Linked DNA regions of Sus scrofa: all the other regions are linked to region 1. Evidence: chromatin contacts called from public Hi-C, HiChIP or PLAC-seq and promoter capture Hi-C data. All regions are on one chromosome and are shown on one strand. The core of a region is the stretch at or near the end of the contact, and the rest is flanking DNA. Distances in the headings are between cores, read along the strand shown.

Region 1 (3,941 bases), core at 685-3,184:
AATTCCTACAGACAACTCTAACATTTGCCTTTGAAATTTCCATTAAGAAAGGGTCTTCTTGGAGTTCCCGTTGTGGCGCAGTGGAAATGAATCCGACTAGGAGCCATGAGGTTGTGGGTTTGACACCTGGCCTCGCTCAGTGGGTTAAGGATCCGGCGTTGCCATGAGCTGTGGTGGAGGTCACAGATGCAGCTTGGATCTGGCCTTGCTGTGGCTCTGGCGTAGGCCAGCGGCTACAGCTCCAGTTAGACTCCTAGCCTGGGAACCTCTGTATGCTGTGGGTGCGGCCCTAAAAAGACCAAAAAAAAAAAAAAAGAAAAAAGAAAGTGTTTTTTTAAACTCACTGACAGAGAGAACAGACTTGTGGCTGCCAAGGGGGTAGGGGAGGAAGAGTGAGATGGACTGGGAGTCTGGAGTCAGTAGATGCAAAGCACTACATTTAATATGGATAAGCAATGAGGTCCTACTGTATAGCACAGGGAATTACATCCAGTCCCTTGGGATAGACCATGTTGGAAAATAACATAAGAAAGGGAATGTATGTAAATGTATGACTGGGTCACTTTGCTGTACCGCAGAAATAAGCACATTATAAATCAACTATACTTTAATTTAAAAAAAAATGTTTTTCTGGGAGTTCCTGTCATGGCTCAGTGGTTAATGAATCCAACTAGGAACCATGAGGTTGCAGGTTTGGTCCCTGGCCTTGCTCAGTGGGTTAGGGATCTGGCGTTGCCCTGAGCTGTGCTGTAGGTTGCAGACGCGGCTCAGATCTGGCATTGCTGTGGCTCTGGTGTGGGCCAGCGGCTACAGCTCTGATTAGACCGCTAGCCTGGGACCCTCCGTATGTCGCAGGAGTGGACCTAGGAAAGGCAAAAAGACAAAAAAAAAAGAAAAAAGTTTTTCTAAGGAAAGAGAAATTACCGAAATATGTAACATATTCAATTAACCTAAATTGTGAAACACCTAGAAAGCACTTACATACAGAAAACTTAGGATAATTATAATTCATTTTTAATTATTCCTTTAACTTAGTTTTCAATTACTAGCATTTTTTTTTTCTTCTTAGGGCCATACCTTATAACAAGGCAGTTAAACTATGAACTAAGCAAAAGTCTTTAATGACCCTCTCACTCCCTACTTTTCCCTGCACTTTGCTCTCTCTGAATCTTTTTGCCCTTCAAAACTTAGTTTCATAAAAAAGCTAATACCTTTTATAAAGGGTAGTTCTAATTTTAGCCTTTTCTCTAATAATGGTAAATTCTCTTAAGTTACTGCCTTTTTTAGAACAAGGCATTTTGGGAACAGAAAGTGCTTTCTGTTGCCCAGTAAATACATCATAAACCTACCTGTGGGTAACCCTTTAAAGTGCCAGAGTCATGTATTTATGCTATTTAACTCAGATAAATAGCTGATTTAGGTACAGAGTACAAAGTTGTTTGGCCTCATAGGTTAGTTAACTCCGTTTGGCAGGGTAATTTGGAAAGAGTTGTCCTGGGTTAAGACACCGGTAGAAAAGATACTTGACAATTCAAGAGAAACCATTTCAAGAATGAAAAAGACTGTGCCCTAGCCTAGGAGCCTTCACCGGACCTCTGGGTGTGGAAACTGCTCCTTGCTACTTTTCCAGCTACTTTCCCCAGCACAAAGGAATAAGCGACCACCAACTGGTAGTGTTGGCGACTGGATTACAGTTTGCTTTAGATGCACCTTTTGAGTTTCGGAGGGTTTCTAAGCCCCTCGCAGCAACGTAACCCGCTAGGGTCTAGGAAGCCAAAGCAAGGCCGACGGGGCGGTGCGGAACAGAGAGAAACGCCGCTGAGAAAATGCCGCGAAGGGCGCCGCGCGCGTCCGGTTTGCGCTGCGGCGCCGCGGAAGACTCCGCCCCTCGGCTCCCCTCGCCCCGCCCTAGGCCCCGCCCCTTTCCGGGCCGCGCTCCCGCGCGCCCCGCCCGCGGACGGAAGCGAGAGCGAGGCTGAACGCCTGACGTCAAGGCGACACCGCCAAACCTCGCCCAGAGTCAGGCGTGTAAACCAGCCGGAGCGGCGGCGGCGGCAGCGGCAGCAGCAGGACCGCCGTGGCGCCGGGAGCAGCGACCCGGAGGGAACGCGAGGCGACGCTGGCTGCGGCGACCCGGTGACAGCGTGAGAGGTTAGCATAGTGCGTGCGTGGCTGCAGAGGGGAGCGGCAGCGCGAGGCGGGGGCCGGGCGCCGGCTAAGGGGAGCGGGTGGGGTGCGGCGCGGGCCGGGCGGGGCGCGCGCGGCGGTCAGGGGGCCCGGGCGGCGGCGGCGATGGCAGCCTCGGCGCGCGGCAGGTGGTGCGAGGGCCCGGCGCCGTGCGGGTGAGGGCGCTGCCTCCCAGGCCGGTGGGGACCAGCCGCCGCGGCCGCCGCGGGGAATCAGCGCGCTTTGCGGAAGGGGTCAAATGTCTGAAATATGGCGGAGGAAGTGAGAGCCCGAGGACCCCCCCACCCGCCTGCTCCCTCCTGCCCGCAGCCGCCGCAGCCTCTCCCACTGCCCGCCGTTCCGTACAGCTCCCCGGAAGACTCGTCCCCCCGCCCCTGGCCCCCTCGCTCGCCGTCTCCGTTCCTTCCCGGGTGTGAGTGCAAGTTAGAACGGAAACCAGAAAGTTGTCCTTTGCGAAGACCCAGCTTCCCCTAGTCCCGAGCAGGGGTGAGGAGCGTTCTGGGGAAACCACTCTCCGACGCCCTGCGGGCTTGAGCTTGACAGGGGAAAAGTTTGCCTGAAACGGGGTTGGCTTGCTCCATTTGTTGCGGGAAGTGGCAGGAGGAAGGCAGCGGAGGGAGCCCCACCTAGTCTGGCAGCAGCCACCGCGTAGAGAAAAACTGTTAAAGGGGCCTTTCCCTTCGTCAGCAAGAGGAAATCTCTTTCTCTTACAGAGGGAGAGAAAATCCAGGAAGTTTGTCCTCTTTTTCGCCATCTCGATGTGTCTAATTCTAAAACTGTCAGCGCCATGAATCTTTTAAAACTATTCCCAGAGAATCGGGCCATCTGAATTTTTCTTCCGAAAAAAACCGATGGCTTTTAGAGAAAAGATCATCCTTGGTGAATTTAAGCAGACGATTCGTTTCCCCTTTGCCTGTTCCCCCACCCCCTTTTATTAGTTTAGAACATTTTTGTTCTGCAGTTCTATGTTACTGTAAGGGGAAATCTCGTTTTTAATGGGGTAGAAGTTGACACTAAATGGAGATTGTGATTTTAATATTTTTCAATTGATTCAGCCTGATTAGATTTTTGTTTTGCTAGTAGCATAACATCTAATACAGAACAAGTGCTCATAACTTAAAGTTCCCAACTTGTAACTTCATTTTTAACCCTCTTTTTTTGCAATTATAGTGCTGCTTGTACTTGACAAACCTTATCTTAGCAAGAAGTAACATAAAAAAGGGAGATGTTCATTTAACTTCAAGCTCCTTTGGCTTCTAAAAGCTGATCCTTGAATAGTATTTGAGTCATAATGGAGTCATGGGACTTTGTAAGTTAAGGCCGGAAAAGACTATTTAGATCATCCAGTCCCACCCTCTCATTTTACAGTGGAGGAAACTGAGGCCTAGAAAAGATAAGGTAACTAGTCAGTGGTCTTGCTGACTTTTAGGACTGTAGTCTGTCCATTATAGAGAATTTGGAGGGAAAAAAATGACATTTTTTATATGAATTACCTTTTCCAGAGGATAGTAGTCCCATCATACTCCAAAAAGAGGGGCACCTTACTTAGTCAAACAGTGTGGAAGGACCATTTGGTTGTTTCATTACCAGGTTTTAAGAGAGGAAATTGATACCCAGAATGATTAAATAATTTTGAGAACACAGAGCCCTGAATGATAGCTGGTCTTATTTGAGCCCATCCAAGCTTTTGATCTCAGCACTACGAAAAAAAGTGTTTTCACTTGCATTTTCTTTTTGTCATTCATAATAAATTG
Region 2 (3,857 bases), core at 354-2,853, 240 kb before region 1:
AAAGTGTACTCTCTCCAACCCACCCCTCTTCCAAGTTATCACACCAGACTACAATTTTATATAACAACCTGAAATCCCCTGGTTTATTTAATAAGCTGTCTTCCCCCACAGTTAAGGGTTTTTGTCTGGTTCCAGGCTATATCCCCAGAAGCTTGGAATAGTCCCAGCCTACAGTACCCTCACAAAAAATATCTGTTAAACAAGTAAGTCAAACAGGCCAACTGAACAATGCTTCCTAATTTTTTAATAAATCATTTTGCATACTTAACCCCAATTAGTTGCTTGACTTACCTAATTGATCTGACCTAAGTCCGGCCCATGGGTACCTTCGCCCCACTGAGGGATTATAGGACTCTGACAAATATGACTTTTTCCACAGAAAGTTTCTCTGGTATTCACTCAACCCCTGTAATGCAAAGTACAATTTGAGGTCAAGGCAATTAATGAAAGTTGTTTTAGACATCAGTAAAAATAATTTCTGAACCTCTAAAAAGAGTTGAAAGACTTTAGATTGATAATTAAACACAGAAGAGCTCCTTAATAATAGCTAATATTTATCCAGCCCTGCAGTAGGCAGTTCATAGTGTTATATCCTTTAATCCTCACAATCACTTGAGGCAGATGCTACTAGGAATCTGAGGCTCAGCGCAGTTACCCCCTTGCTGCTGTCTGATGCCAAAGCCTGAGCTCTTGTCTGATAACGAGTGACAATCTAAATCCTCATCACTATAATTATCCTAATTACTCTATCCTCACCGAATACACAATATTATATATTATGTCTAGACCCTTTTGACGTTTTGTAAAGTCAACCAACAAAAGACAAATTTCCCTCCCATTCTGGATACAAACTCTCAAGATAAAAGAAGACAGGGTTTGTGGAATACTTGGGTCAACTGCTGTGTTGAAAGCTGCTTGACAGTTACTAGCTACCTGGTATTTCTAACAAACCTTAAACGCACAACTATGCATAATGTGTATTTCTTAAACTCTATCTAGTCAAGCTCTCATTTCTCAAGGCTTTAAAGGACATAGGCACTTTAAAGTTTTAAAAAGAAGTGGGGAGGAGTGCTAAATGCTAAGCCGTGACGTGGTCCACAGCTGTCCCAATCTGAAGTCACTTTAGTTCCCATTATAGAGCGCCCTCCTTCCATCTCCACGTCTCTTGAGTCCCCCGCCCCCCAAATAAATCTATCTCAAACCATCTAACTCTTCTACTCGGCAACTCGGAAGTGCGTGTGAGTGGAGATGGGGCTAGGCTAGAGGAGACGAGCCTCCTCCAGAGGATGGTGACAAGCAGGCTCGGGAGCAGGCAGGCTCTGCGGGGCCGAGGGGCACGGCCCAAAAAGCCATCGAGGCCCTGGCGCCCAGCACCCGCCCCGCCCCAACACCCCAAACAGTCTTCGGGCCCGGGACCCCGGCCTCACCTTGAAGCGCACCGGCATGTCGCCCGGCGGCTGAAGCCCCCGCCACTCCGACAGTTAACGGGACAAAAAGCCCCGAGGGGGCGGGGCGAAAACAGTAGGTTCCCTAGCAAAAGCCTCGGCCCGGCGTCCCCGACTACGCGCCGGCGCACTCGGCGCGTCCTTCCTTGAACCCTGTCGCTCTGCCTTTCCCCGCCCATTTTGCAGCCTAAGAACCAATAGAAGCTCGGAGAACCCGTGCCGTCATTAAGTTCGACCAATCAGTGCCCGAAAGGAGGAAGGGCCCCCCTCAACCGAATCCCGAGAGCTGATAGAGATGGCGGGCGGAAGGCCCGCCAATGAGGCTCTCGGAACCGAGGTGGGCGGGGCCCCGCGGGAGCTTCGTTCTGAGAAGAGGTCGATGGCGCCGGAGTTTGCGGCCTCCGCGCAGCAATGGGTCTGCCTGCCGCGGAGATGGGTGTGTCACCGGCTTCGCTGGGCTCAGGCTCTTACGTCATAAAACAAGAAGGTGTGTTCATATTTCCACCATGTATGACAGAATGGGATGTTTCTTTTTATGAAATGAAAATATTCAGGTCTGTTCTTCTGATATCAGTTCTGTAACAACCACGCTACCGTATTTACTGTCACATCAAAAGGAATAAGCCAGAAAATATAGGCAGACAGAAAAAAAAATTTTTTTTTTATTGAATCTTGAAAGACAAACTGCTGACTTCCAGTGATGTTCTTGCCTCCCACGACACCCACCTCAAGAGGTACATGTAGCTCCTAGAGTAGAAAACTTTTATTGATAAATGCTTGTGAGTCTTTACTTACGAAGCTTCAGCCTTGCCTCTCCTCTCACCCTTTTTTTATAAAATAAAATTCCACCTAATTTTTACAGACTTTTGCCATCATTATCAATAAATACTTCTTATTGATATACCAGTGACAGAAGGCTGTGTTGCCCTGACAATGGGAAAGAAATAAATTGTCCAGATAGTTCTCTAATATGCTTGGGAACAATGAACATACATTTATATACATTTATTTAGTGATAGTACAATGTATGTCATGTGCTAAATTTCCAAATGAGAGGTATAAATGATAAGGGCTATAGGGATTGGAGGAAGGAGGCATCCCTAAGAGCAGAGATGATTAGAAAAAGCCTCAGGAAGAAATATTCAGACTGAGCCTTAAAGATTAGAAGAACTAAAATAAGTAAAGAGGAAAATGAGGAGTTCCTGTCGTGGCTCAGTGGAAATGAATCTGACTAGTATTCATGAGGAGGCAGGTTTGATCCCTGGCCTTGCTCAGTGGGTTAAGGATCAGGTGTTGCCTTGAACTGTGGTGTAGGTCACAGACGCGGCGTGGATCCCCGCATTGCTGAGGCTGTGGTGTAGGCCAGCAGCTACAGCTCATATGGACCCGTAGCCTGGGAATCTCCATATGCTGTGGGTGTGGCCCTAAAAAGACAAAAAAAAAAAAAAAAAAAAAGGGAAAATGGGACAATCAAAAGTTAGATGTCTGAATGGAATGCTGCCAGGCTTCTTCCAGGAACAATGGATGCAGTTTCATTTTACTTTTTTCATTTGTTGACTGAAGAAAAGGATACCCTCTTGTAAACTTTTAAATATTAATACCAATCCTTGATGCTCTCCTTTAAGCACTTTCTACAGAGACCTGTCTTCTGAATCCTAATTGATGTCTCTGTTCTTCATCATTACTGAGATACTTAAAAATTCATTTGAAGGAGCCACCTGATATCTGAAACAAAGAGAATATTAAATCAGTCCCTATGCAGCCATGCATCTAGGGGGCCCTTGATAAATGTTAATTGGTGGTGACAGCATCTCTGTCGTGTAAATTAAGACTGGAACAAACAAGACACAGTGGAACATAAAACAAAAATCCTCTGCAGGATAGCAGCCTGGATCTTACAGGGTGGGAGAGACACAGCCCTGGTTGTACACACAGCTTTGTTACCACTTATTGCTAAGGTGAAATCAGTAAAAGCAAGTATGTAGAATGTGGCCTGCCTGCCAAACAAGGGCAATGATAACTGCTGAGCAAGGAACAAATGACAAGAAAACCAAACAGCAGATGGTAAAAAAAAAAAAATGACTTCGTCATGACTTAAGTTTGCTGAGATATGCTATAAGGACTCAAGGAAAAAGAATATTTTACTTTATTACTCATAACAAAATCCTGTTTATGAGCCAAAGATGTAGACATAAAAAAAAGGGCCTACCTCAGTAAATGAGAGTTTTGTAGCCTGTGTTTACCAGGTCCTACCACTCTGGGCTACTGCAGAAAACGGACCATACACAGTTCCACCTAGGTGTTCTGGGGAGTCCCTAGGAAGTGTCTCACATGTGCTTACAGTGACCACGTATAGTTTGCTTAGCAACACTGCCACTTCTCCCAATAACCACACATCTCTAGGTGTCCCTC
Region 3 (3,884 bases), core at 1,305-3,804, 140 kb after region 1:
ATAATTTATCAGAGTTCCCATTGTGGTGCAGCGGAAATGAATCTGACTGATATCCATGAGGATGTGGGTTCAATCCCTGGCCTCGCTCTGTGGGTAGGGGATCTGGCATTCCCGTGAGCTGTGGTATAGATCACAGACACGGCTTGGATCCTGCATTGCTGTGGCTGTGGTGTAGGCCGGCAGCTGTAGCTCAGATTCGCTCCCTAGCCTGGGAACCTCCATATGCTGCAGGTGTCCCTATACATATATCATCATGCTTAGATTATCAGTCTACATCTGTACCCAGAAGGAGGTGATGAATTGAGTAGACTAAATGAAGGTAGACTAATTAAGGCACAGGCTCTTAACTTCGGAGCAGGTAAGGGTAAACATCTGGTACATCACTAAACAGTTGGGGTTCTGTAGACCCAGACTGGAAGAGAGGATGGCAATATATCATCAAATTGAAAAGCAGAATACTACTCAGCCATAAAAAAGAACAAAATAATGCCACTTGCAACAACATGGATGGAACTAGAGACTCTCATACTGAGTAAGCCAGAAAGAGAAAGACAAATACGATATGATATCACTTATATCTGGAATCTAATATATGGCACAAATGAAGCTTTCCACAGAAAAGAAAATCATGGACATGCAGAACAGACTTGTGGTTGCCCAGAGGGAGGGAAAGGGAGTGGGATGGATTGGGAGCTTGGGGTTAACAGATAGATGTAAACTATTGCTTTTGGAATGAATTAGCAATGAGATCCTGCCGTGTAGCACTGAGAACTATGTCTGGTCACTTATGATGGAGCATGATAATGGTGAAAAAAGAATATATACATGTATGTGTAACTGGGTCACCATGCTGTACAGTAGGAAAAAAAATCATATTGGGGAAAAAACAAAATACAAGAAACTTATAAAAAAAATTGAAAAGGCACCCACTACAGCAGGAATTGGTAGAATTTGGTGGCATGATAGGAAGAAAAGCATACTGGGAAGACTGTGTTAGGAAAGCTAGACTGTATGAGTCATTTTCTTTCTTTTTTTTTGTCTTTTTGCCTTTTCTAGGACCGCTCCTGCAGCATATGGAGGTTCCCAGGCTAGGGGTCCAATCAGAGCTGTAGCCACTGGCCTACACCACAGCCACAGCAACGTGGGATCCGAGCCGTATCTGCGAACTACACCACAGCTCACGGCAACGCCGGATCCTTAACCCACTGAGCAAGGGCAGGGACCGAACCTGCAACCTCATGGTTCCTAGTCGGATTCGTTAACCACTGCGCCACCACGGGAACTCCTGTATGAGTCATTTTCTTGGGGAACAACTTGACCATTTCTTCCTCTTAAAATTTACATCCGGTTCTGTGATTATACGTTTATAGGATCATATTTTGTTACAGAACACTTCTCATGGCTTATAATCTTTTTAGTATCAACTGTAATTGTTTAGTAACATCTATGAGAAAGGATCTGGTCTGGTTTTACTTGCCATTATCTCCCAAGTGCCAAATACAGCGCCTGGCACAAAGCAGGTGCTCAGTATTTGCATAATTCTTAAAGAGGAAATTAAAACTGTCAAGCAGACTAAGGCATTAAGGACAATGAAACGATTACTTTGTCCTGGAGACTGGGCAAATGTATTCTCTGGGGGGAAACTCACAGCTTTAAATTCATCTTTTAAAAATTTTTTAATTTTTAATTTTTTGGCTGCACCCACATACAGAAGTTCCCAAGCCGGGGATCAAGCTTGTGCCACAGCAGTGACAATGCCAGATCCTTAACCTGATGAGCCACAAGGGTACACCATTAAAATTTTTTTAAGTAAAAATAATGAACAAGACATTAGAGGGAGGAGTTCTCATTGTGGTACAGTGGGTTAAGGATCCAGCTAGCTCCCTGGCCTCCATGTGCTCTGGGCGTGGTGAAAGAGAGAGAGGAAGGAAGGAATTGGAAAATAGTCAAAATGAAAAAAATAATGAAACAAAATCAGAAATAATCTTTGAAAATAGATAGTTACCCCACAAGGCTAATCAAGGGACAATAAAACCCAAATGCATAATGTTTAGAATAAATAAAGTGATGCAACAACAGATGAAATTAGTTTTAAAATGTTAGACTGCTATATACAACTCTGACAAAATATATTAAAACGTTTAAGTAAAATGGACACTCTTAGGACAATAAGAAGCCAAACTTTGATTCGAGAAGAAAATCTGAATAGTTACTAACCATGACTAATATATGACAGCTCATTGTACTATATCTACCCTGGATGTTTGGATTTTTAAAATAAAATGTTTAAAAATATGCTTTCGGTAAGTAATGCTTTCCCCTGTCTGGTAAAGTCTAAATTTGCTCAGCACCAACGGTGTCTAGCAAGTCTACCTGACTGACACACGGGGAATGTCACACATCGAAAAACCGGTCCCAGAATGGCCTCACCAGGCTTTGGCAATCCGGAAAGGTACCAAGGTTGTAGTTCTCAGCACCCAGAGCTCAACGCGCCTGCGCAGGTAGTCGCCGCTCCGACCACTGTTCGAGGGCGGAAGCGCGGGCGCCCCGAGTCACGTGGCCGAGGACGGAAGGGGGCGGGGCGCGCGGGAAGTGCTGCCGCGTCCTCACTGACTGAATGGGCGGCGGCAGAGCGTGTGTGCACTGCTGAGGCTGCTGCTCGCTTGAGACCCAAAGGTTGCATGTCTCTACCCGGCTGGACAGTAAGGCCGGCGTCTGCGGAGACCCGGCAACATAGGAGGAGGGAAAAGGCAGCCAGAGACAGTCCCAGCGCCCCTTTCGGAGGTTGAAGGGCCCTAGCTTTCGTGGGGGTCATGGCATCGCTGGCGGACCGAGTGCGAGGCAACGGGCGCATCGCTGCCGGACTCCTGCTCAACCTGCTGGTGTCCATCTGCATCGTGTTCCTCAACAAATGGATCTATGTGCACCACGGCTTCCCCAACATGAGCCTGACCCTGGTGCACTTCGTGGTCACTTGGCTGGGCTTGTATGCCTGCCAGAAGCTGGACATCTTTGCCCCCAAAAGTCTGCCGCCTTCCAAGCTCCTCCTCCTGGCGCTCAGCTTCTGTGGCTTCGTGGTCTTCACCAATTTATCTCTGCAGAACAACACCATAGGCACCTATCAGCTGGCTAAGGCCATGACCACACCGGTGATCATAGTCATCCAGACCCTCTTCTACAAGAAAACCTTCTCTGTCAAAATACAGCTCACGCTGGTGAGTAGCTTCAGCTTGGCGAGGCACTCCTCCAACATCCTACCTCCTGGACTGTCTTTCTCCCCGGGAAATTCGAATGGTTAACCTTGAGCCACGCTCTTTCCCATGATCTTGAAATCCACACATGAGTCATCTCTGGGCATGTGAACTTAAGGCTTATATTGGAGAAGGTGGAGAAAAGCCATCTTGGCGCTCTATTGGGATTTTAGCCCATTAGAGTGTGCTTGTGTGAGTTTTAATAACTATGGTTTGATCCTTAAATGCTATGTATGATGGGTAAGAAAAGAAAGCTGTATGGAGTGGTGCAAATGAGTGTATCGGGTTCATTGCAAAAGCTCAAACTGAAAAACGTTTATAATAAACGTTAGAGGTTTAGCATAAAATGTCTCAGGGTATGTCTGCAGCGACGATCTGCAGAGGTTTCTACGTCTTTAAATAAAAGAAGATGGGCTAAAATAATTTCAGAACGTCATAACTTAGAATATTCAAAATCTTAATGCTTTTGTTATACGTTTTGGTTTATATATTCTTTAGACACTAGTTTTGGGGTCCTTCATTTTACTCCTCTCTGCACACATGTATTTTTTTCTTGCAATGTGCAATGCATTGACTCATAATTTTACCCGGAATTTTAAATAGAATTAAATGTGAATATAAATAAGAAATTTC
Region 4 (3,868 bases), core at 542-3,041, 200 kb after region 1:
GCACCACAACAGGAACGCCTCCTTTGCTTGAAATTTAAGGAACCTCAATTTCTTATTTTTTTTTTTCTTTTTCTTGGTTTTTATGCAAGTCAAACTTACTTCCTCTTTTTCAAACAGCCCTTTACTTTTTTGCTTCTGGACTTTTTGGGTAATATTTTTCTTGTGCCTGGAATATTCTCCTCTGTCTTAAATTGTCTTACTATCCTTCAAGGCACAAGATATTGTCTGATTCTCTCTGAGACTCTTGTGAACTGCCCAGATATTTGCTGAGCAACTCTGTTTTTGAAATCGTATAGCACATAACTAACTGCTCCTTCCAAGTTGCATAATTTATCTTTTCATGCTATTTTCTCCATTTCTTGAGATTTTCTTTTATCCTGCGGCAAGCATACCCTTTTACAACCAGAAACCTCACTATATTTGATCTGATATTTTTTTGAGCTAAACCAGATCCCTGAAGATAAGATTAGCAATTAAATTAATCAATTAAGTGACCACTATGTTTAAGGAAGATTCCTTTCTAGTAGGCTAGGGCATGGAAGAAGGGAAAGATACACTATTTTTAATGGCCCCACCCCCAGCATATGAAATTCCCCTGCCAGGGATTGAATCAGAGCTAGCCATAGCTGTGGCATCCCAGGATCTTTTAACTCACTTGGGCAAAGGGTGGGGGCATTGAACCCGAGCCTGGGCAGAGACCACAGCTGCTGTAGTCAGACTCTTAACCCATGTGCCATAGAGGGAACTCCAGGAAAGATAATTTTATTAAACAATTCCTCCTTCATAAAGAACTCACTTTTTCCTGGCCCAAAAAGAAGCTGTTCTTTGCAGTGACTGCTTTTTGGGTTGTACCAGCTCAATTCTCGTGTCCTGGCTCATTTCGGAGACTGCTACACCTATGTGCCAAAAGTGGCAAGTAAGTGAGTCAGTACTGAGTGCCTAATATATAAATAGATTTTTTTTTTTTTGCTTTTTAGGACCACATCTGTGGCATATAGATGTTCCCAGGTTAGGGGTCGAATGGGAGCTGCTGCAGCTGCCGGCCTACACCACAGCCACAGCAATGCCAAATCTGAGCCACCTCTTTGATCTACACCACAGCTCAAGGCAATGCTGGATCCTTAACCCACTGAGGCCAGGGATTGAACCTGCATCCTCATGGATAATAGGTTTGGTATGGCTGAGCCAGCACAGGAACTCCTAAATGCCTAAATAGATATTTTTAATGGGAGTGAATGCATACATTATATAAACAAACCTAAATATTCTAAACGCTTAAAGTAGAAAGTGACCCTTCTTTATCTCCCGCCCCTTCTGTAACGGTAACCACGAGTCTTATTCCTCCGGCTAGAATATTGAATACATCCCTGAGCAAGCCCATATTGTGCTATTTTTAATCATACTTTTAAAAAAGTTTTGAAATAGGTCATTTTTATACAACTCCAGCAGCTGGCGGTGCGGGCTTAATATATCACACAGCTGTTAAATTTGGTTTCTTTTTCGGTAGCAGCACTTAGATACCCATCTGCCTGAGTTTCCACCGCAGTGGGGAGGTGTAAACACACGAAATACAAAAATAGCAGAAGGATAGTCTCAAGCTTGGCGCGCGGAACCAGGTGGTGGCGGGAAAGACCAGGGCGGAGCTCAACCCAAGGGAACTCGCCCCTCTCCAGCTGCCCAGGCCGAGCGCCGAGCTTCAGAACCGCCCCCTTCTCCAGGCAGCCCGCCCCAGCCCCGCCCTCAGTGGGCGGAGGCGGTGGAACCTTGACGCGCGCGCAAACGGCCGGATGGGCCGCGGCTTCCGGCGCGCTGGGCTCGGACAGTAGGGGGCGCGCAGCTGGCGCACTTCAGCCAGCTCGGCACCTTCTGGGGCCTGTGCGGCTCGGTGTGACTGGAAAGAAAATGGAGCAAGAAGCCTAGGCCGAGGGGTAGCCCTCACCCCTCTGATCGAGGTCCTGCCGCTTACGCCGCCAGGAGCCTCCTTCCCCGGACCTAGTGCGTTCGAGTGCCCCGGTGGCCTGGGCCTCGCGAGTGGAATGGTAGCCGAGGCCCAGGGCCTCGGGTTTCGGGGCACCCCGTGAAGGGAACTGGGGAACCTCGCGGGACTCCCCCCGACTCCAGGAGCGGAAAACCCCAGCGAGCTGCAGGTATCGACCTGGAAGCGTGTGGGCAGTTCTGGGTTTGCTCTGTGACTTGGGTCTTCCGACTCGCTCTCGTCCCTCGCCTCTGTCCGCACGGCGCCTTTGTGCATTTCGTGGTGGGGGGCTCGGGGCACGTGGGTGTGTGAAGGTTTTGTTGGAAGGGGCCGAGGACGGCGTCGCTGGGGAGGTGGGCGGGGTTTCGGGCCGGCGCTCCTAGCGGGCGGGGGGAGCGGGGGGGGGCTGGGAGGGGGGCTCCGCCGACAGCTGGGATAAAGGTCACGTGTGCGGGGGGCGCTGCCTGGCGGCCGGCAGCTTCCCGGCCGGGGGTCAAAGTAATGACAGGTGCCTGTTCGGTAGCTCGTATGAACCGGGAGCTGAGTCTGGGCGAGACTGGGCTGGTTCTGTGGGCAGGTTGACTCAGCTTTTCCTGTTGGGCTGGTCAAGTTCGGACAAGTTCCTAAGTCTGCAGTAGAAGGAGCTAAGCCCTGACTTGTCTCCAGTTGGGGCTATTTAAACCGTGCCTTTCCCCAGCTGTATTCAGTGGCTGTTGGAGAGCGATACCTGTGGTCTTCAACGCGTAGCAAGTACTTTATGCTGATCCAGGTGAGGACCCACTTGCTAAGGGCTTTACTTTGAGTAAAGCATTATGTGTCTCCTTTTTATATGATTTTTGTCTTTTTTCACAGGTGTTTCATTATTTCAAGTTTTTATCGTGTTTTTTTTTTTTCCCTATTCTTAGGCAAATGTGCAATACCAACATGTCTGTGTCCACTGATGGTGCTGTAAGCACCTCACAGATTCCAGCTTCGGAACAGGAGACCCTGGTTGGTATTTTTGTCTCCAGTGTAACGTCAAAAGTTTTTTTTTTTTAAATCTTATAAGGTGATTAGCTAAATTCCATAGACCCAATGACAGCCTGGCTCTTTAGGTAAAATTGCGGTACATTGCTTAAGTTCTGCCACTCAGGCATAGTTGTCAAGCAAAAGTTAACTGTCAGACTCAGTATTTATCTTCTTGGCTTTTTACCACACTGGATTTAGAAGTTAGTTTCATTACATTCTTAAGCATGGATGCTGAAGTTGTTTATTTTTTGAGGGATATTTTTTTTCTATTTTGACCTATCAGTATTTAACTTTTAAAATGGTTTCTAAAAGTCACAGAAATAATTCATGCTTGTGAAGATACAGGCATTACAGGAAAGTGCAGTGTAAAAACTGAAAATTCCAGTCTTCTCTTTTGACCATGTCTCCTTTTTAGATCTTTTTTGTGTGCATACCCATGTAATATATGCACATATGAGTTTTAATCTGTGTTCTTTATGTTTTACTATAATGGGATTAAAGGTGTTTGGCAAATAGCATCTATTATCAGTAAGTAAACTCTGCAGAATTTTTTTTAACAGCTGTATGCTAATCCGTAGTATTAGTATGTCATTTTAAAATTTATGATCGATTTTAAATTGCCTTTAGTTGTTTTTTGTTTGTTTGTTTTTGTCTTCCCATTGGCATATGGTGTTCCTAGGCCAGAGATCAGATCTGAGCTTCAGCTGCAGCCTGTGCCACAGCTGGGGAAATGCCAGATCCTTAATCCACTGTGCCAGGCCAGGCTGGGGATGGAACCTGCATCCTAGTGCTCCTGAGATGCGTCTGATCCTGTTGCACGCCACATTGGGAACTCCCACCTTTAGTTTTTGATGATTACAGATAGTGCTGCTTTGCGCATGTCTT
Region 5 (3,575 bases), core at 677-3,176, 200 kb before region 1:
GAAAAGATGCTCAGCATCACTAATATTAGAGGAATGCAAATCAAAACTAAGGTGAGGTACCATCTCACACCAGTCAAAATGCCCATTAATAATAAGTCTACAAATAACAAATGCTGGAGAGAGTGAGAGTGTAGAGAAAAGAGAACCCTCCTACACTGTTGGTGGAAATGTAAGTTGTACAACCACTATGGAGAATAGTATGGAGGTTCCTAAGAAAACTAAATATAGAACTACCATATGATCCAGCAGTCCCACTCCTGGGTATATATCTGTACAAGACTACAATTCAAAAAGACATATATACTTGTATGTTCGTAGCAGCACTATTCACAATAGCCAAGACATGGAAAAAACCTAAAAGTCCATCAACAGATGAGTGGTTAAGAAGATGTGGTACATACACATAATGGAATACTACTCAGCTGTAAAAAAAAGAACAAAATAATGCCATTCGCAGCAACATGGATGCAACTAGAGATTATCATATTAAGTGAAGTCAGAAAGAGAAAGACAAATACTGTGTGATATCACTTATATGTGGAATCTAAAATATGGCACCCCTATCTACAAAACAGAAACAGACTCACAGACATAGAGAATAGACTTGTGGTTGCCAACAGGGGTGGGGCGGGGGAGGGAGTGGAGTGGACTGTGAGTCTGAGTTTAGTAGATGTAAACTATTACATTTAAAATGGATAAGCAATGAGGTCCTACTGTACAGCACAGGGAACTATATCTAATCTCTTGGCATAGAATATGATGGAAGACAATGTGAGAAAAAGAATGTATATGTGTGTATATATATATAATATATATATAACTGGGTCACTTTGTTCTGCAATAGAAATGGGCACAACATTGTAAATCAACTATACTTTAATTTTTAAAAATAAATAAAAGAGAAATAGAGGCTGTCTGGCTCACAGACAAAAAGAAAAACATCTTAATAAACTGAGTACCTTGCAAGTTCCCATTGTGGCACAGTGGAAACGAATCCGACTAGTATCCATGAGGACGCAGGTTCAATCCCTGGCGTCACTCAGTGGGTCAGGGATCCAGCATTGCCATGAGCTGTGGTGTAGGTTGCAGACTCAGCTTGGATCTGGCGTTCCTGTGGCTGTGGCGTAGGCCAGCGGCTATAGCTCTGATTGGACCCCTAGCCTGGGAACTTCCACGTGCCACTGGTGCAGCCCTAAAAAAAAAAAAAAAAAAAAAAAAGGAAAGAAAAGAAAAGAAACTGAATACCAGTCTTATGTCCATTGAAAACTTTCCATTTTCATTTTTAACAGATTAGTTTCCTTTGGATGGGGCATGTGCTAACTACATGGTTGTTCTGTCCCAGAAATCCTTTCTTGGCTATTGTAGAAAATATTATAAAGATTGGTGCCATCCAGAAAGCAGAGGACTGTGATGTTCTTTCTTCCTTTGGGTCACATTTTTTTAAAAAAGATTTTCTGTTCTTATTGGCATGTTCATGAAATGAGAGATATTACATACAGGATTGTCACAATCCTCATCTTCAACCTATCTTTGTGTCCCACACATTCTTCAGATTCTATCACCTCAGTATCTGCAGTTTCCACACCCCAGAGCATAACAGCGTGGTGCAATTGTCCTGTGCAATGCAGCAGACCAACAGAAAGAAGCCGGGCCCTACTGCCTTTCACAACACAGAGGGTCTTTCCGCTCCAGCTGAACAGACGCCCAGAAAGCCTGGGGCAGAAGATTCTTACAGTCTCTACACAGAGACCAGGCCAGTAGGAACTGAAATGGCTCCACCTAGTCAGCGAGGGGCACTGGATGTGAGCAGCCGGCCTGCTTCCCTCTGTTTGTTGTTTAATTGGGCAATTGGGGTGGTTGTTCACAGGGACTCCATCACTGATCACATCTGGGCTCTCACTGCCAGGCTTATGAGAGTTACTTCTGCTTGTCAGTGACCACGCCCTTTCCCAGGCAGGGCCCACAGGAAGTCAGGCGGGAGGGGAGGAGGCATTTTGAGTTGTGGGAACCACACAGTCTCTCGTGGTGCTGACCAAGATCTACTCCACCCCTCACCAGAGAAGCTGGCCCGGAACACGCTTTCCTCCATGTCCCCAGCTCTCTTGCCCTGAATGGCTGAGTTGGGTGATGTTTACATTCATTTTTTTCATACTTAAGAAGGTTTGGGTGCAGGGATGAACTTGATCACCACTCAGACTGCGCACAAGAAGCCTTACACTGAAGCATGACTAACCTCCATTAATCAAGCCAGGCAAATTGGAAAAGGCTAGATAGCATTATATATTTCTTTTTTTTTTTTTTTTAAAGGTAACAGTGGTTGCCAAATATTTGGCTTCAGTTAACTGCGGTTGGAGTGTACAGCCTTGGTACAACCTTTCTGAGAGGGATTTGACAGCACGTATCAAAAGCCTTAAAGATGTTTATATCCACAGTAATTCCACTTCAGGAATTGAATCTAAAGGAACATAAGATGTATATACAAGAATATTCTTTGGAAGGTTACTTCTGTAGGGATGGAATACTTTAATATTTTAAAGGGTTTTATAAGGGCATTGAGGAAATGCTCATGATAAATGAAAAAGTCTTGTATTTATGTAAAAATGTACATAGTCTATGAAAATACACGTGTACATACATGTAAGATATGTATGTACGTGTTGTGTGTGTAAAGAGAGAGAGCACACCACTGCACCTTCTCCCTGACTTATTACTAGTGATTGGCTGGTCCCCTATGCTGCATCCTCCTCCTCTTTCCTACAGAGACATCTTGGAGGGCCTGGGGTCTCAGTCCTCAGACTTCCTCTCCATCTTCATTTAACTTCCCTAGACCAGTCCCATCTCTTTTCCATCCTTTCTATGCTGATGAACCTCAAGTTTAAATCTCCAGTCCCATCCTCTTCCCCAGACTTTTTACCAAATATGCAGCTACCTACTGAAATCTACATCAGGGTATGGAATTTCCATTCAGATTTCCCATATCCAAAACTGACCTCTTGATTTCCACCACAACGACCCCCCACCAACACACATACTTGCTTCTCTCCTGTTGTTCTCTACCTCTGTAATTGGATCTTCATTTCACCAGAAATGGGATTAGAATTCTGGACAACACCCTTTTCATATCTTTCTTTCTTATAGTCAGTCCGTCAACAAGTCCCCTTCCCTCTCTGTTAAGAATATTTGCTCAATTCAACAACCTTTCACCATCTCCCTTAGTCAGCCCTTAGCCCAGGACACCAGCATCTCTTCCCTAGACTCTGTAAGAGCCTCCCAATTGGTCTCTCTGCATCCACACTACCTGCCTATAATCTAGGATCCATATAGCAACAAATGGTCATTTAAAAATAAATAACTCCAGATCAAAGGAGAGAAATCCATAGTCAAAATATTAAAAGTTACCAAGAAATGATGAGATTATGGGCTGTTGCTATCCGTCTGCTTCTCTGTTGTTTGTCAAATGTCCAATGAGAAGCACATTTCAGTTTTACCAGCAAGAAATCAAAATGTTGTTTGGGGAAAAAGGAAGTCATTATAGGTTTCAGCCTGAAATGTTAGTAGTTTATCTCCCATTAATC

Evidence for each region. Promoter capture Hi-C pulls out the DNA fragments that hold promoters and counts their contacts. A called contact is a pair of places that touch in the nucleus more often than the background predicts. HiChIP or PLAC-seq counts read pairs in DNA pulled down with a chosen protein or histone mark.
Region 2: an H3K27ac HiChIP or PLAC-seq map of alveolar macrophages shows a contact between it and region 1. The contact joins the promoter of MDM1 here to the promoter of RAP1B in region 1. A contact is called at or near these places in 2 of 5 promoter capture datasets (fetal liver and liver) and 2 of 2 datasets of contacts at active chromatin or transcription factors (alveolar macrophages and skeletal muscle).
Region 3: a Hi-C map of liver shows a contact between it and region 1, with 2.1 times the contacts expected there. The contact joins the promoter of SLC35E3 here to the promoter of RAP1B in region 1. A contact is called at or near these places in 1 of 5 promoter capture datasets (liver), 3 of 47 Hi-C or Micro-C datasets (blood, heart right ventricle and liver) and 1 of 2 datasets of contacts at active chromatin or transcription factors (alveolar macrophages).
Region 4: a contact with region 1 is called in a promoter capture Hi-C map of fetal liver, with 2.5 times the contacts expected there. The contact joins the promoter of MDM2 here to the promoter of RAP1B in region 1. A contact is called at or near these places in 2 of 5 promoter capture datasets (fetal liver and liver), 2 of 47 Hi-C or Micro-C datasets (embryonic fibroblasts and liver) and 1 of 2 datasets of contacts at active chromatin or transcription factors (alveolar macrophages).
Region 5: a Hi-C map of subcutaneous adipose tissue shows a contact between it and region 1, with 1.5 times the contacts expected there. The contact joins the enhancer-like site here to the promoter of RAP1B in region 1. A contact is called at or near these places in 3 of 5 promoter capture datasets (fetal liver and liver), 8 of 47 Hi-C or Micro-C datasets (alveolar macrophages, blood, embryonic fibroblasts and 4 more) and 2 of 2 datasets of contacts at active chromatin or transcription factors (alveolar macrophages and skeletal muscle).

The regions. Positions count from the first base shown.
Region 1 is chr5:32,908,247-32,912,187 of Sscrofa11.1, forward strand. It overlaps RAP1B (ras-related protein Rap-1b), which reads left to right and starts at 1,935. Exons shown (of 8, transcript XM_005663969.3): 1 at 1,935-2,151.
Region 2 is chr5:32,672,021-32,675,877 of Sscrofa11.1, forward strand. It overlaps MDM1 (nuclear protein MDM1), which reads right to left and starts at 1,604. Exons shown (of 16, transcript XM_013997708.2): 1 at 1,428-1,604; 2 at 292-406. The coding sequence starts at 1,445. It overlaps LOC102164628 (a long non-coding RNA gene), which reads left to right and starts at 1,810. Exons shown (of 4, transcript XR_002344013.1): 1 at 1,810-1,932. LOC102164543 (a long non-coding RNA gene) reads right to left here. Exons shown (of 3, transcript XR_002344012.1): 3 at 2,878-3,170.
Region 3 is chr5:33,046,639-33,050,522 of Sscrofa11.1, forward strand. It overlaps SLC35E3 (solute carrier family 35 member E3), which reads left to right and starts at 2,555. Exons shown (of 5, transcript XM_003126366.4): 1 at 2,555-3,215. The coding sequence starts at 2,814.
Region 4 is chr5:33,103,927-33,107,794 of Sscrofa11.1, forward strand. MDM2 (MDM2 proto-oncogene) reads left to right here and starts at 1,792. Exons shown (of 11, transcript NM_001105303.1): 1 at 1,792-2,147; 2 at 2,881-2,965. The coding sequence starts at 2,885.
Region 5 is chr5:32,707,140-32,710,714 of Sscrofa11.1, forward strand. All of the region lies in intron 2 of LOC102164628 (a long non-coding RNA gene), which reads left to right. Among named protein-coding and RNA genes, the nearest start is that of MDM1, 35 kb to the left of the region's middle. Within about 2 kb of position 1,927, at least 20 of the 83 cell types and tissues checked have an H3K27ac peak or open chromatin away from gene starts, as enhancers often do. A contact at or near this core is called in alveolar macrophages, fetal liver, omental adipose tissue and 1 more, where this site is marked.